Linked DNA regions of Zea mays: all the other regions are linked to region 1. A link is a contact called in public Hi-C data. All regions are on one chromosome and are shown on one strand. Each heading gives the region's core, a stretch centred on a gene start, on an enhancer-like site or on the middle of the called end of the contact. The rest is flanking DNA. Distances are from core to core; before and after follow the strand shown. Region 1 holds the start of LOC103634999 (P-loop containing nucleoside triphosphate hydrolase superfamily protein). Region 2 holds the start of LOC100383823 (Topoisomerase II-associated protein PAT1). Region 3 has its middle 39 kb from the start of LOC118473089.

Evidence for each region. Hi-C and Micro-C count contacts between places; a contact is called where the count stands out from the background.
Region 2: a contact with region 1 is called in a Hi-C map of tassel, with 7 times the contacts expected there. The contact joins the promoter of LOC100383823 here to the promoter of LOC103634999 in region 1. A contact is called at or near these places in 15 of 25 Hi-C or Micro-C datasets (bundle sheath, ear, endosperm and 6 more) and 1 of 3 datasets of contacts at active chromatin or transcription factors (leaf).
Region 3: a Hi-C map of tassel shows a contact between it and region 1, with 2.9 times the contacts expected there. The contact joins the enhancer-like site here to the promoter of LOC103634999 in region 1. A contact is called at or near these places in 3 of 25 Hi-C or Micro-C datasets (endosperm, leaf and tassel).

What each region holds. Positions count from the first base shown.
Region 1 is chr8:28,406,128-28,410,997 of Zm-B73-REFERENCE-NAM-5.0, forward strand. It overlaps LOC103634999 (P-loop containing nucleoside triphosphate hydrolase superfamily protein), which reads right to left and starts at 3,012. Exons shown (of 15, transcript XM_008657571.4): 1 at 2,426-3,012; 2 at 1,784-1,905; 3 at 1,612-1,700; 4 at 1,500-1,538; 5 at 1,167-1,260; 6 at 581-623; 7 at 371-471. The coding sequence starts at 2,640. LOC100382473 reads left to right here and starts at 3,935. Exons shown (of 8, transcript NM_001175213.1): 1 at 3,935-4,370; 2 at 4,488-4,869. The coding sequence starts at 4,147.
Region 2 is chr8:27,935,208-27,940,077 of Zm-B73-REFERENCE-NAM-5.0, forward strand. It overlaps LOC100383823 (Topoisomerase II-associated protein PAT1), which reads left to right and starts at 2,512. Exons shown (of 5, transcript NM_001362155.1): 1 at 2,512-2,839; 2 at 3,088-3,248; 3 at 3,719-3,772; 4 at 4,593-4,662. The coding sequence starts at 2,764. It overlaps LOC100283732 (3-methyl-2-oxobutanoate hydroxymethyltransferase), which reads right to left and starts at 2,166. Exons shown (of 5, transcript NM_001156631.2): 1 at 1,649-2,166; 2 at 813-1,019; 3 at 550-696; 4 at 230-283; 5 at 1-140. The coding sequence starts at 2,050.
Region 3 is chr8:28,100,576-28,105,445 of Zm-B73-REFERENCE-NAM-5.0, forward strand. No RefSeq gene overlaps it. Among protein-coding and RNA genes, the nearest start is that of LOC118473089, 39 kb to the left of the region's middle. Within about 2 kb of position 2,871, at least 19 of the 20 cell types and tissues checked have an H3K27ac peak or open chromatin away from gene starts, as enhancers often do. A contact at or near this core is called in leaf and tassel, where this site is marked.

The DNA of each region.
Region 1 (4,870 bases), core at 1,762-4,261:
TAAAACATGCCCATGAGAACAGAAAAGATTTATAAATCAAATCAACAATGCAGCAAGACTGCAAGAATTACGAAGGTAACAGCTGCAACAAGTTGTATGTTTCCTCCATGCTTACTGAGTTCAAATATTCTTGTTTGCTTATTTTCAACTATATGCAGTGTTATCTCCAGAAAAAAAACATATTGTGAAAAAGCGCATGGGTCACAATATTAAAGAGATTTTTTTTTTAAATAAGGCCCAATCTAATGCTATAGTTATGATTCTTGCAGTTTGCTCATAAATAGCATACAGGAAAACTAAGAATATTACCCAGTGACATGAATTCTTAATCATGTGCTACTATAAGTGTTTCAAAAGAACATCTTATGACCTGTACTAGTTGAAGGTCCTTGCGAAGCCATGCTACTCATATCAGAGGAAGTAGATGCATTTCTTCTGAGCTTTGTTAAGTTGCTCATACTCTCAGAACTCCTGGAAAATTGCATAAAGAAGAGAACAAAATAACTGCATTGTAGTTTCTGTAATAAGCTCACTAAAGCTTATTTTTTAAAGAATGCACAAAGGTCTGTTATTCTCCCACCTTAATTTGACATCCATCATGCTGCTTTGTCTACGTATAGTTCCTGAGATAAACACCAAGTAAGTTAACAAATATGCAGATGCATTTATGAACTATAAGAATCATTCAGTTATTGTATTCTTCAGTAATATACATGCAAGTGAGTTCAGTTTTACACTGGAAGAGGATTTTTTCTGTACCATTCAGAATAAATAGCAACTAACAGACTTTAAGTGAAACCAAATCTATCCTTGCAAAAAATTTAAAATCGACACAGCAGATGAGATTATGTCAAAGTAGAAACATGTACACCTTTTTCTCTCTCTAAACAATCAGGTTCTCAGATAACTAACAATCACAGTAATGGGATGATTCCATTTATTTGAGCTATCAAATTTGAGAAGTCAGAGTAATAGCCACGCCAGGATAGATGTTTCATCTTGTCCAAGGAGATGCCATCTACAGGTCTACGTGAACTGTCAAACGCATGTGCTAAAAAATGAGGTACACTACAGTTTAAAACCTGAGGTAGACTACTGGAGCACCAAGCCAAATACTACAGTACAATGAAGAGCTAAACAATATTTACTAAATGCCCAGGTGTCACCTTTGGGCTGTTCCTTTTGTGGAAGAATAGAAAGAGATCCAAGCAATCCCGACACACGTTCAAGCGTCGTCTCGGAGATTGATCTTTTAACCGTCTGACAAGAAGAAAAAATGCTCTTCTGTTAGCAACTAATCAAGGCATGAGAACCTGTGAAGCAACAAAAAGATCAAGCTCGGCAACAATACACAGATATATGCACGCTATCATATCAAGAAAAAACAAGCCGACGCACCAGTAATTTCTAGTAACAATAACTACATCTGGATGACGCTATGGGCATGTCACAAGATAAGCTAACCTCATCAGAAAGTCAGAATGTTTTGAAGGCCTTACCTTCTCTGTGCTGCCACCTGTGCCATATTTGCTATGGATCTGTAAGGAAGGACACTTGGTTACAAACCAACATAGTTTGTGAAGGAAGGGAGCACATTTTGGCGGAGCTGACCTTTATAAGGAAATCAGTAGGATCTAGCAAGAGCAACTTTGCTTGAAAATAGTGGGCAAGCGCCCTGGCAAGCATCTGCTGGTAGAGCTCTTCAAAACAGGACCTTGGGTCTTAGTTCAGTGATGCAGAAATAAATTGGCTGAGCGAGTGCCAATCGAAGATGATACTGTACCTGCAGGACCTGACAGCAGGATTGTACGGCTGGCTGGAGCAAGGTTCCTGGTGTACTTAGAAATATCTGCTTGCTTCAAGTGGACGTACGCAGCGCTCGTCAGCACAACACGTGTTTGCTCACTGCGAATTGGAATCGGAGAAGAAGATGAGTCGAAAAGGGAACGATTTCTGTCACCACCTTTGGTTGCAGCCATCTTATTGCACCAAGGCACCTGCGAGATCTGCTTGTTTTGCATCTAAAATTCTATCGCTTTCTCTTGTCCTATGAACCCAGAAACTGGAAACAAGGTATACTGATCGTTTTGTTCGTCGACAGCGACCGGAGGCAGAGTTCATTTGCTGACGAGTCCTGAGCCTGAAGATCACACGCACGCGCACCCTTTCCTACTTTTTATTTATTTGTTCTCTGATTCAGGGAACGCGCAAGCTCGTCTACTCGTATCATGTAGCATGCACATCGCACTAGCAGGGGACAGATCCGAAGTAGCTAGGGAAGGCGACGACGCAGCAGCTGGAGGCTGGAGCAGAGTCTCATCTCATGAAAGGAACTACGAACTGACGTGCGTGCCGCTGTTGTTTCCTTGGTGCAGAATCATTGGGAGCAGCGCGTACATAAGGCGGGACGGGAGGAAACTTAAACCTGAGGTAGTACGGGAACTCGTCGAAGGTGACCTTGGTGTCGGCGCCGTCGACGAGGAGGCGGCGGAGGTCCTGCTCCACCCGGTCGACGGTGACCCCCGCGGCCCTGGAGGAGGCCGAGGCGCCGGCGGCCCAGGGCGCGGACGCGAGGCCCAGGCCGACGCCGACGCCGATCCCGATCCCGAGCGCCGACATGACCACGCTCTTCGCCTCCATGGCGGCCTAGCTGCTCCTGCTCTCCGGCCGGCCGGCGGCGGCGGCGGCCGTGCGGCTAAAATTGGGAGGCGGGGGCGGAGGGAGGGAGGATGGAATGAAAGGATCGGCTGGCGCGAGGCGTGGGCGGCCGGCAGCGTGGCAACGGGTGGTGGTGTGGTGTTGGTGGCGGCCTGGAGAGACGGGAGAGGCGGAGGGGGCGGGGGAAGCGGAGCGCAAGTGTCGGGCTCGGGCCTCTGCTCGTTGCCGTTGCTAGCTTCTCGGTCCTTCGCTGGTCGCTGCCCTGTGTGTCTCCTCCTCCGTCTCTCTGCACAGGCAGGCTGGTGGTGCAGTGCAATGGCGCGCCGGCACGCGGCCTGCGTACGTGTGTGTGGTGTAGCGAATCGATACACGCACGGCATTTCCTTTTCTTTCCCGGGCTGCGGCGAGGCGATGTGGCATGCGCATGCATTCTTCCGCCCGGGACCTCCTGGCATCGTTGGAATCATGAATAGGTCCCCGGGGCCATTTTCCCGTTCCATTGTCTGTCTATAATATGTTTTTTTTTCTTTCATAAACTTTGTTAAATTTTCAAGAATCAAAATCCATGGTAGTACGGCGTCGCCCGGGTGCAAAAGGAAAACCATGCGTCGTGTCGTGTGTATGTACGTCCATCCCGATTCCATGCACCGCCGGCACCGCACAGTTCACAATGCAGTAATGCACGCACCGGGGCCGCCGTACCGGCCAGCGGCCAGAGGTGCACGCACCGGCACCGCCGCAGCTTGCTGATGCGCATGCTGCTGTACGTCGCCCATGCGGAGCCACTGTACGGCTAGGCCAATCTGTCAAAAGGGTCCTGTGCAGCGACATCCGACATGTACGTTGGCCACTGTGGCTAGGCCAATCTCGTCACGACTGTTGCTGGGCCACGTCACCCCTTATTTTATTTTAGCCCGGAGCATGGGGACTGCGACCCGGTGCTACGTGTGTGCGCAGGAGTGGCTGAGACGCTACGTGGCATCCATGCAGGGCGCTTCGTGGACCCAAGTGGCCTGCCCAAACAAAAATATCCATCACAACGCGTCCGTGGACCCCAATCACCCGTCAATCTTGCAGAGAAGCCCCTCAGATTAGCAGCAATGTACACTGTACGCGTAAGCGTAACCTGAGAAGGACTGGAGGTAGAAAGAGAGAGAGAGAGAGCAGGCCGACGGCCCACGACATCGTTTGGGCCAGGAGCCCCGCACGAGCACCCAGCCCCAGCCCCAGCCCCGTTCTCGGCTTCTCGCGTCTTCTTCCCCCTTTCCGTTCCAATTCCAACTGCAACTGGCCGCGCCCGCCGCCGCCGCGGTTCCCGTAGCTGGGGTTCAGACGCTCCGTCCTACTCCCGCGCCACGTCTCCTCTGGGCCACTTAACAATCTCGGTAACGCACGACTTCCCCGCCAGTTTCAGTCCCGCCCCCGACATCTTCCACCACCGGGTCCGGGGGGCCATCTGCCGTGCTTGCCACCCCGCGGTCGCGATCGATGATTCCTCGAGAGCAGCCGCCAGGTATGTTCCGGCCGCCGAATGCCTTTGGGGCGCCGCCCCCCTTTCTTCCTCAGCCTCCACCGTTGCAGTGGCAGTGGCAGCAACCGCCCCCGCCCCCGCCCTCGCCCTCGCCCTCGCCTGCGGTTACCTTCTGGCAGCGAGACAATGTGCGGGATCATGTGAGGAAGCTGCAACAGACCATCGAGTTATCAACTGCGCTGTGAGCTCCCATTTCCCACAACCCTCGAAAGCTACTGATGACCATGTAGGCATGTACTCATCATGTAGCTTGCTTATTTACGCCCATTTCATAAGAGAGGATTTGATGGCCTGTCAGAATAAAAGAGCTCGAGGAAATTGCGGCGGCCGGAAATCCTGGTGATGGTGCCACAGAAACACGAAAATCTGCTTCGTCCTCGGCGGAATTGCCGTGGGGGTCCGGCGATTCTTCAGAGGACAAGCGCCTCGGTTTCGTTGAGCTGGCTAGGTCCATGGGGATTAGTCAGGACACTCATGAGTCGATGGCAACAGATGCAGCCAATTACCTTTGCCACCAGCTTCAGCATCTTCTTGGGCCTATCTCTTCTGCGACGAGCCAAAGTGGCCCCTGGGAGGAGAGGTCGGCGATGGTTAGGTTGACTCAGAAGCTGCAGAAATCTAAGAGAAATAAGCGGTGGCGGCAGAGGAGAAGGAAGCATGTTGCGGAGCTTTTTCAGAAGG
Region 2 (4,870 bases), core at 1,262-3,761, 470 kb before region 1:
ACATCTGTGGGAGTTATCTTATACGGTGTGTGGCTTGGACCAGGGAAAGCCTGAGCCTCCACTTCTTGCTTGTACTCTGATAGCGCCTTGTTGATGACATCGCCCACGTTACCAAATTGTTTACAGAATTTTGGTGTGACCTGTGGGAGGGAAAGAAGCACGCACTGAGATTAATAAACTCCTACAGGGTAACGACAAAAGAAAATGCCTTATTGTTTGACACACTTGCCTTGGCATGATGTGGGTGTTGCAGCATCCCTAACAAGTCATGGTACACCAAGACCTGCATTATAATAAGCCCATATCAGGCTTCATGAACAAACATGTTGTGCATCTTCAGTTCTTCACATGTCATAAACGACATGCTTATTTCATTTTAAGCGAGGCCCACAAAGGCATGTATGTGTTTTTTAGAGTGTATGATGATTGATGGCATGTAGACTACTGGATGGATATGACCAGAGTCAACATCTTGTATCTCAGTATCTGTGAGCAAAGCAAGTGATCTTACTTCTCCTCCTCATTTTACGGAGCAAAGAACAAACGAACCTGGCCACTACAGAATGGTCCAGCCCCAATGCCAATGGTTGGGATTTTCAATGCTGATGTTGCAGCTGCTGCCACTGGAGCAGGCACACACTCCAACACAACCGAGAAGCATCCAGCCTCCTGCAAGGCAAGTGCTGTCTCCACAACCTACACAAGCACAATAGCATGGAGTGAGACCCTACCAGTCAGTCAGCGCACCAGCACCAAATGTGTAGCAACAAATATAACCAAGCCACAAACATAATGAGCAGCTAGCGGCAAACCTTTATAGCACTGTCAACCGTCTTCCCTTGAGGCCTAAATCCACCGAGAACACTAATAGCTTGCGGTGTGAGGCCAACATGCCCCATGACAGCGATTCCAGCCTCCACAATAGCCTTGGCTGCAGTGATCCTCGATGGGGCACCCCCTTCCAGCTTGATCGCATCCATTCCACCTTCCTTGAGGACCCTCACGGCTGAATCAACAGCCTAAAAGAGCATGGAAAAACAATACCAGTATCCATCATGCATGTGCATCAGTGCAAATGAACATGCTGACCTTATGTTTCCTTTTTACAATTTCGTCTAGTACTTTTGCAGCATTATTATTTGGTTAAAAGGCCCTGTTGCTGAACATCTAAATATTGAACCAAAAAATAATCGAATGGAGAGAGAGAGAGGGAGGGAGAGAGAGAGAGAGGGAGAGAGAGAGAGAGAGAGAGGGAGAGAGGGAGGGAGAGAGGGAGAGAGAGAGAGAGAGAGAGAGGGAGGGAGGGAGGGAGGGAGAGAGAGAGAGAGAGAGAGAGAGAGGGAGGGAGGGAGGGAGGGAGAGAGAGAGAGAGAGAGAGAGAGAGAGAGAGAGAGAGAGAGAGAGAGAGAGCTGCAGTTAGTGAATTATACTGTAAAACCAGATGTTTCCTATCCAAATTTAACAGGCATCACATTTCTGCAGTGACAAAAATGGAGATCACCTTCGACAGTGAGACGAACGCGATAGCCAAGGCCCATGTGCTGGCTGCATTGTGATCTGTGGCACCACCCGTACCATTCTATTCTACTTCTATCCCTATCACATCGGAATATCTTGTCCAGGACGGAGGGGAGAGGCGGAGGAGTACCTGGGCGGCGGAGGACTCGTAGCAGCCGAATGGGAGATCCCCGACGAGGAGCGGGCGCGGCGCGCCCCGGGCCACGGCGCGGCAGTGCTCGAGCATGATGTCGAGCGTGATGGGGAGCGTGGTGTCGTGGCCGTGGACGACCATGGCGGCGGAGTCCCCGACGAGGCAGACGTCGATGCCGGCGGAGTCGACGTGGACCGCCGAGGGGTAGTCGTAGGCGGTGACGACGGTGATGGGCTCCCCGCGGCGGTGCTTCCCACGGAGTGTGGTCACCGTCACGCGCCGCGCCGCCGAGGACTCCTGCGGGCGTGGGCCCCCGTAGACGGTGGACTCCGGCACGTTGCTCAGCCGCCGCCGCCGCGCCACCTGCCGCGCGAGGAGAAGGGGTAGGGACCGCCGCATCGTGTCTCTCGTCGCGCGTACGGGCGGAGGGACCGAGGCACAGAGGGTTGGTGTGGGATGGGGAGCGACGGGGACGGGCGAGTGTTTGGAATTGGAGTAGAATACGGGCGGGGCGGCGGGCGGGCCTTTGAACTTGGGCCTAAACTTCACGTCGTCCAAGTAGTCAAAATTTGGAAAGATGGGGGAGTAATCAAATTGCGTGTGCCCACTGCCGAGGGCCCAGGCCGCTCGTCGTCGTCGTCGACCTCCTCCACTTGGGCTGCATGAATTGACGTCACAGTTCCATGGTCGGCAAACGAAAGCTGCCTGAGGGAGAGTGTTCAATCAAAAGTGACCCACCTGTAAACCATAGGGGTTAAAAAAAAGAAAGAAAAGTAGGGAGAGGCCTTGACGACGCTGACAGTGAGAGACTACAATGAATGGTATTGATAAAGAATAGTGTAGATGTGGAGTAGATCTGCATCGCGGCGCAGGAACGACCGAACGAGTGGCTCCCGTGCATCCTGCTCCCAGCCAAACGCCCAAACCCATCCGTCTTCGGGACTAGGGTCCCGGCATCCATCAGTGCAAGGGCAAGGCAGTTGGCCGCCGCGCCCCCGCCCCGCGGGTCTCCCCTCCTGCTCCGGTCCAGGGCGCCCCGGCCCCCCCTCGTCCGAATCCCGTCGGTGGTGAGCCGCCGCCGGGTGTGGCCCGCGAGCTGCGACGCGCCGACGATGCTGCCAAACGGAGAAGCTCCCTCCGGATCCATGCCGCCGGTGCCTGCCGCCGACGCGAACACCTCTAATTCAGGTACGTGTTGCTGGCGGGGGGCTCATGCGGTTACCACTTACCAATCCATATCCACAGCGTGTTGCCATGTTGTGCTCGACCCCCAACTCGGCACCGGAGCTGCGCTTGTGGACGATAGCAGACGGAGATCTGTTTTCTTTATCAACTAATACATGGGCAATTACTTGGGCACTGCTGTTTTTAGGTTTTTAGGCTTCTACCTAAGCACCTTATGCTTGTTGACATCATCTTGGAACCTTCCTATGCAGATGACACTAGATTTGATGCGTCACAGTATGCCTTTTTTGGCAACAATGTGCTGGAGGAGATTGAACTAGGCGGATTCGAAGATGATAACAGCAGTAATGCTGCTTTCGCTGGACTCGATGATTTAGAGCGCCCACTTTCTTCTCAGGGGATTGCACTAGAGGTAGGACTATGCTGGACAAGAGAAATTCAATGCCAGTTGTTAATACAGATTTTTTTGTTCCATGCTGGAGCTGGACAAGTACTGTATTGAGTATAGCTGTTAGCCTGTTCGATCTTTGTACAGCCATGGCAAATGGATAATTTCTGATAGCACCGTGAAGATACTGTTTAGTGAAGTGTGTGTGTGCGCGTTGGGGGGGGGGGGATTTTCTCAGAAGATTGCAGATACATTACACTTGTATGACGTGATTTTTTCGTTCTTTTGTTGCGCTGCTAAGTTTGATAGTTCAGAACAGGATTCTTGTAAGTTTAGTTTTAGTCTAACAGATGCACTTAAGTTCTTCCATGTAAACTGTAAAGTCAGACTGCTGCTTGGTGGATTTGTACTGAACCCTTTTCTAAAATAAAATAAAAACTACCTTGTATAGTTTGTATTCACTTCTCACCCAGGCTACAACTTGTTTTTTTCAGGCTGAAGATAGTTCATTTTCAGATCTTGATGATCTTGCAAATACATTCTCAAAGGTTATCATCCCCCCTAAAAACTAGAATTTCATTGCAGTAATTTTCAACGCAGACTTATTTTCTTTATGTCTGTTGTTTTCTTAAGGAAACCATTGTATTCACAGTACATTTTTTACACGTTTTTAATAAGAGTCCATGTACTCATCGTAACCCTAAATATGTCTTAATGGTTTATTTGCACCCAGAGATTGAGGGTACGCAGTTTTTGCAAAAAAATGAGGGTATGAAGTTTGTTGTGTCAATTTGTAATTTCTTTTCTTTGTATAGTGAACCATAGCTTTGATGTACTGTATGTCTCCTATATACTGATTACTGAAGGATTTCCAATTCAAGAACAAATATACTGTGATAAATCTGCTTTACCTGCCTTTAAACAGGAAAGTTGTTTTGCTATAAATTATCTGAAATGTAGCATCCAATGTGCCACTTTATGATTGGCCTGATGTACAATTGCCCCTTCCAAAAAAATGAACTGAAAAGGAAAAAATACTTCCATTATTTCATACTTGGATAGTTGTGGTTTCTGCCTTTCTTGTAGATTTTTCATTTTTGCAATATACCAGCATTACTTGTATATTTGCTGTTTCAGGTTATTACTTATGTACATAATTATGGCAGAAAGAAAATAATCATAAACTTACTGCAGAATATACATCTCATGTGGGCTGTGTGTTCTGGATTTACCAGCTGGACTTGATTATTACAGTTAAATTGCCTGCATATGTTATCCTTTCATATAAACTTTTCATTGTAAGAGATTAGTCTTGAGATCGTATCTATACCATACCTTTTTAAATTTTTTTGCGCGTTTCATTTTCAGCTAAGAAGAGATGTTAACCTACCAAAGCATATTGGGGTAAATAACCTTGGGACTTCTTTTTCAAGAGAAAGTGAGTTGTGCCATTCTGGTTAATAATCTATATATTTGTTTGGTTTAAGAATTTTATTTGTTTCTTTGCTTGCTTTCAGTAATACTTATACCAGGAACAACTTGTCTTACCGAGAAGAATATTTGAATATCTTACCTAACACTAAATATTTGATAGATCAGAGTTCTTGATTTCTTGAATATGTTTATTATGATCTAGATGTCCTTGT
Region 3 (4,870 bases), core at 1,621-4,120, 310 kb before region 1:
TAAGTGTACTAACAAGTTTGCTCCTAGTATATGCTCAAAATGTATAGGAAGTAAAGGAGTCACAACCACTGTTGAGAAATCAAATAGAAAATGTTGACGTTTAGTGTCCGACCGCACACCCGGGGGTAGCCTTGTGGTGCTTTTGGTAGGAAGGTGTGGTGGATTGTAACTCAATGGTTCGCGCCGGGGGCACGAGAGAGAGTCAAGCGAGTGTCAGCATGTTCAGGCCGCTTGAGGAGCGTAAACCCTACTTCCTAGGATGATTTTGTATGTGGGAGGTGTTTACCAGTGGTGAGGTGCTAATGAGATGAAAATGATGGGGACCCCCTTGGCCTTATATACATGACCGTAGGGCGCATACCGCGTAGACGCTGATCACACTCTTCCAGCTTATCTCCTAGCTAATAGCGAACAAACTTCGCTATCCCGAGGAAAACTTGGCACCTCCGCTCTGAGCTATTCCGGCGTTTGAGGATGTCGGGCGCGGGAAAAGTGAACAACTTCAATGGGATCATGCCCAAGCCACGAGTAATCCGAGCGTGGGCCCATCACATTCCTGGGTCAGCCCATTTCTGTCATTCTCTTTGCCCGACCCACGACGTGGCGTCCCTGCGGGGCGACTGGCATGTGGCCTCGAGCAGAGTTTTTGCCCCCCGAGTGGACCCGGGGGATATCTGTCCACCACAAGCCCCCAATCTTTGAGTTGATTTTGAAATAATCGATTCAAAGGTTCCTGGTCCTTGCTTGTGGGCTCATCGTATGACTTGAAATGTTTATAACTCCACTGAGTGCACTGAAGGTGCACCCATAGGGTGTAGCCCCCGAGCTTTGAGTTGATTTTGAAATAATCCATTCAAAGGTCTTCATGTTATACTTTAGAAATCAGCATTCGACTCCGAAGTTTTGTGAATCCGTTGGGTGCACAGAAGGTGCACTATCACACCTGGGTTTCGGGGTACCAAGACCCAGGCGCGAACATAATCACCAGGTGTGCTAGGACCAAGTCTCACACATATGATGAATCATGGCACAGGATTGAATGTGACATCTTTACTATATAATAGGAGTTCTATACAAAATAAATAAATAATTACATTATAAGGAGACAACAGTCCAGCAACCCAAAGTTGACTGGGAGACGACAGCCTAGACCTCTCACGAACTCGTCATAGCATCCTCCAAGCGCCTCATCCTGCGGTACCTGTTCTTGACCTGTGGAGGGTGTGAGACAGCAAGAGTGAGCTCACATACGTTCATAGCTCAACAAGTTGTGGGGAATAATGTGCATGAACTCGCCAAAGGTGGGAGCTCATGAAGTGTAAGGCTTACCAAAGAAGATGGTTGTAGCTGAGCATTGCTTTTAAAGTTGGTCAAAATTTTATTAGCAATTACTAAGTATAAGTAAATACCAACCCAATTAAGTAGTAGAACAAAAGTAACATCACCTGCGATGCAATGCATATGACAAATTGAATTTAGTTCCATAAACTAATCATGTGAGTGTCCGAGCTGCTCATGATCGTGAGCACGGCTAGTATACCAGTTTTACACTCTGCAGAGGTTGCACATCTTTACCCACAAGTCATGTTACCCATCTGCCAAGAGACGGCCAATCCCATACACCTCTACCGAGGAGGCGAGGCAGGATAACACTACGAGGCCTTTACAAAGTTCCACTAGCTTCAGAAAACCCGCTACAGTTTATAGGAAGCTCCAGTGCAGGAATCCCTCGCCTAATCGCCATCGCAGCAAAATCAACCAAGGACCTCCCTACACTGACCACTCCCCTACTGCCCTTGCCCCTTTCCGGTAAGGTAGTCATCCACTAGCTTTCCTAGTTAATCGGCCAAGGGCGTCCCATTAAACCCTTGTGGTAGCACTGTTTTCCCAGGTGGTTCTCCATGTTCCCATTAACATAATGATCTTATCATGAACAGTAAATAATGAACAGATAATAAAAGTATAATCATGAATAATATATCTCCATACTCAAAACCACATAAAGCAATAGCAAGTACTACCCAAAAAGTTCAATGGTAATCAAGGTATAAAGATAGTCAAACTGGGGTAACCTATTGGGTCCCATCAAAATTAACCTATGCAGATCATTATGATTAATAAGAACATGACTGGGTAAAAAGAAGTGATCAAGGGCACAACTTGCCTAGGACTTGAGATTCTAGGTACCCGGATGATCTTTAGATGACTCGTAACCTCGCGCTAGTCGTAGTAATACAAACAAATAATGTATATGCAAAATTAACATCACACCAAACATAAGAACATAATACCTATTAATAATCTACACATTAAAATAAGATTCTAGGAACATGAATCATTAATTTTGGAGTTATAGATTTTAAGTTATGAATTTCTGAAGGTTTTATATGCTTTGTACAAGATTAAATAGGATATAAATTTTATTGTGATATTCATGTCAAAACAGTGGTACTAAATGATAAACAATAATATTATAAAATTATAGGAACTGGAATGGACTAATTTGGACTTAATATGAATTTTCTATGAATTATACAAGTTTCTGGAATTATTTTTGTATTGAAAATCAAATTCCAAATTCATTTATATAATTTTCCCGGAACTCTAGACTGGGCGCATTATTATCAGAAACGACAGGGGCAAGAGCGCAAAAGTGTCTGTGACTCAGCCACCTCCGCGCAGGACGGCGGGTTTATACCAATAAAACCTAGGGACTCTTTTGTAAGTTGGGACGACAAAGGGGTATTGGTCATTACTGGCCGCCCGATCGAATATCGAAGGCCAGGATTAGATCTTGGCTTTATTGAACCGGTACGCAATCGTATCCATTGGATCAGCGATCAGCGCTCTAGATTTTATGAAGTCCGAACCGGTATCCATGGGGCTAATCGTGGCCGTTAACATATATCGGACGGTGATCACCCTTTCTCCCTTCCTCCAACTAGTCCATCGGCGGCGGCGCCGATGACCAGCGTCATCACCGACGACAGGCGGTTCGCCCCCAGTGCCCCCAAACCCATGCACGGTCTCACGTAAAATGGAGAGGAAAGTAAGGAGGATCCGATGGTGATCGACTTATAGGTGATCGAGCAACGATGAACACTGCCCACGCAGCACGGCGGCAAGAGGGAGGAATTCCGCCACCAGCGAGAAATTGGCGCCCAGGAGATGATGCCTTTGCCAATAGAGTCTTCAGGCGTGTTCAATGAACTCTTGTGAATCGCACGGGTACCCTAGGATGGTCAAAACCCCCCAGGAAACCCGATTTCCCCCACAACGGGTCTCACCTCAGCAATGGCGGTGGTACTCTTTGTCTTCCCAAGGTCTGTTTTCGTGGCGCGAGCGGTTGCTGGATGCTATACAGGGACGGACCACGGAGGGGGTCACGGATCCTGCTTATATTCCCGAGAGACACCAGACCCGCGGTGTGAGCGGAGAATAAATCACGGTTTGTTTGAGGTAGGAGAACGAGCTGCCCGAGCGGGATCCACGGCACAGGTGATGGGAGGTTGTTGCAGTCCGCCGATCCTGAGAAGGAGGATATGGCAACCGAAATCCGTGCAGGAACAAGAAGCAGTCGGCGAGATTCCAGGCGGTGAATCGGCGTTCTGTTGTGGCAGAGTCTGGTTTGTTTGCGCGTGTGGTAGAAGATAGAGCTGACGACAGGGCCCACATGATAGTCTCCGTAGAGCACAACAACCGCTGTGACATGCTAGCGCTGGGCCCACGGATACCGTGATGAAGCAGCCGATAGAAAGAATAAAGAAATGAGAAAAGGGTTAAAAAAATTCTATGCGCGCTCATGCTTGCATGTCGAGTGAAATGGTCTGGCCATTTTATGGTTACCCCGGTTTAATTCTCTCCTTTCTCTCTTTTTTTTTCTATTTTTAATTTCTTTACTAAAATTTAATTCCAAATTCGAACTGCGTTTTGAACTTTAAATCTAAGTCAAGTGCATATTTGAAGACCCAGCATGATGCACAATTTATATATTTAAATAATTATTATTTGCCTTAACTGGACCCACATTGTTGATATGCATAAAATATAGTCACAAAATCATATAATCAAGGATCCTATTTTATTTCTAAGATTTTGGGTATTACATGCACCCAATGGGTGTAGCCCCCGAGCTTTGAGTTGATTTAGAGATAATCAATTCAAAGGTCTTCATCTTACGCTTTAGAAATCAGCACTCGGCTTCGAAGTATTGTGAATCCGTTGGGTGCACGGAAGGTGCACCCAATGAGTGTAGCCCCCGAGCTTTGAGTTGATTTTGAAATAATCAATTCAAAGGTCTTCATCTTATGCTTTTTTCAAAATGATTTTTTGGGATAGCCTGGTGACGACATCTGTCTGTATCTTGTTTGGTCTGGAATCAATTTGATCGGTGACAAGTTGGAATCCAGCCAGTCAAAACAGGGAGCCCTTGGCTGGACGCCACTCGACCGTGTACTTTAATGCCTCTACTGATTGGACTTGTGCTTTGGTAACCGCATTTGGAATTCCTCCCATTTCAGCTGATCTTCCCCTTTGTAGCGGTATATTCATTGTGTATATGTTGCAGGTATCACTGCTTTAGAAAATCTTGGAGAATTCGGGCGGTGCACCTAATGGGTGTGCCCAAAGGGTGTCTGCCCAGTAAAAGATGTCTATCGCATTATCCTAAAGTAGTAACTTGACATGACGAAGAGGTGTAATACTCTGCGTGAGCGGTTGACTTGATTCCATCTGGTGCCGTGTTATGCGAAGCGGCGCCAGACGCCTAACTCATTTTCAGGCGCTTTGAATTGCTTATTGAATTCTTGTGACTGCTCGGTGAGCGGGGTAGAAAGTGGACGGTCGCCTCTTAGCCTCTTTAAATAGCCTG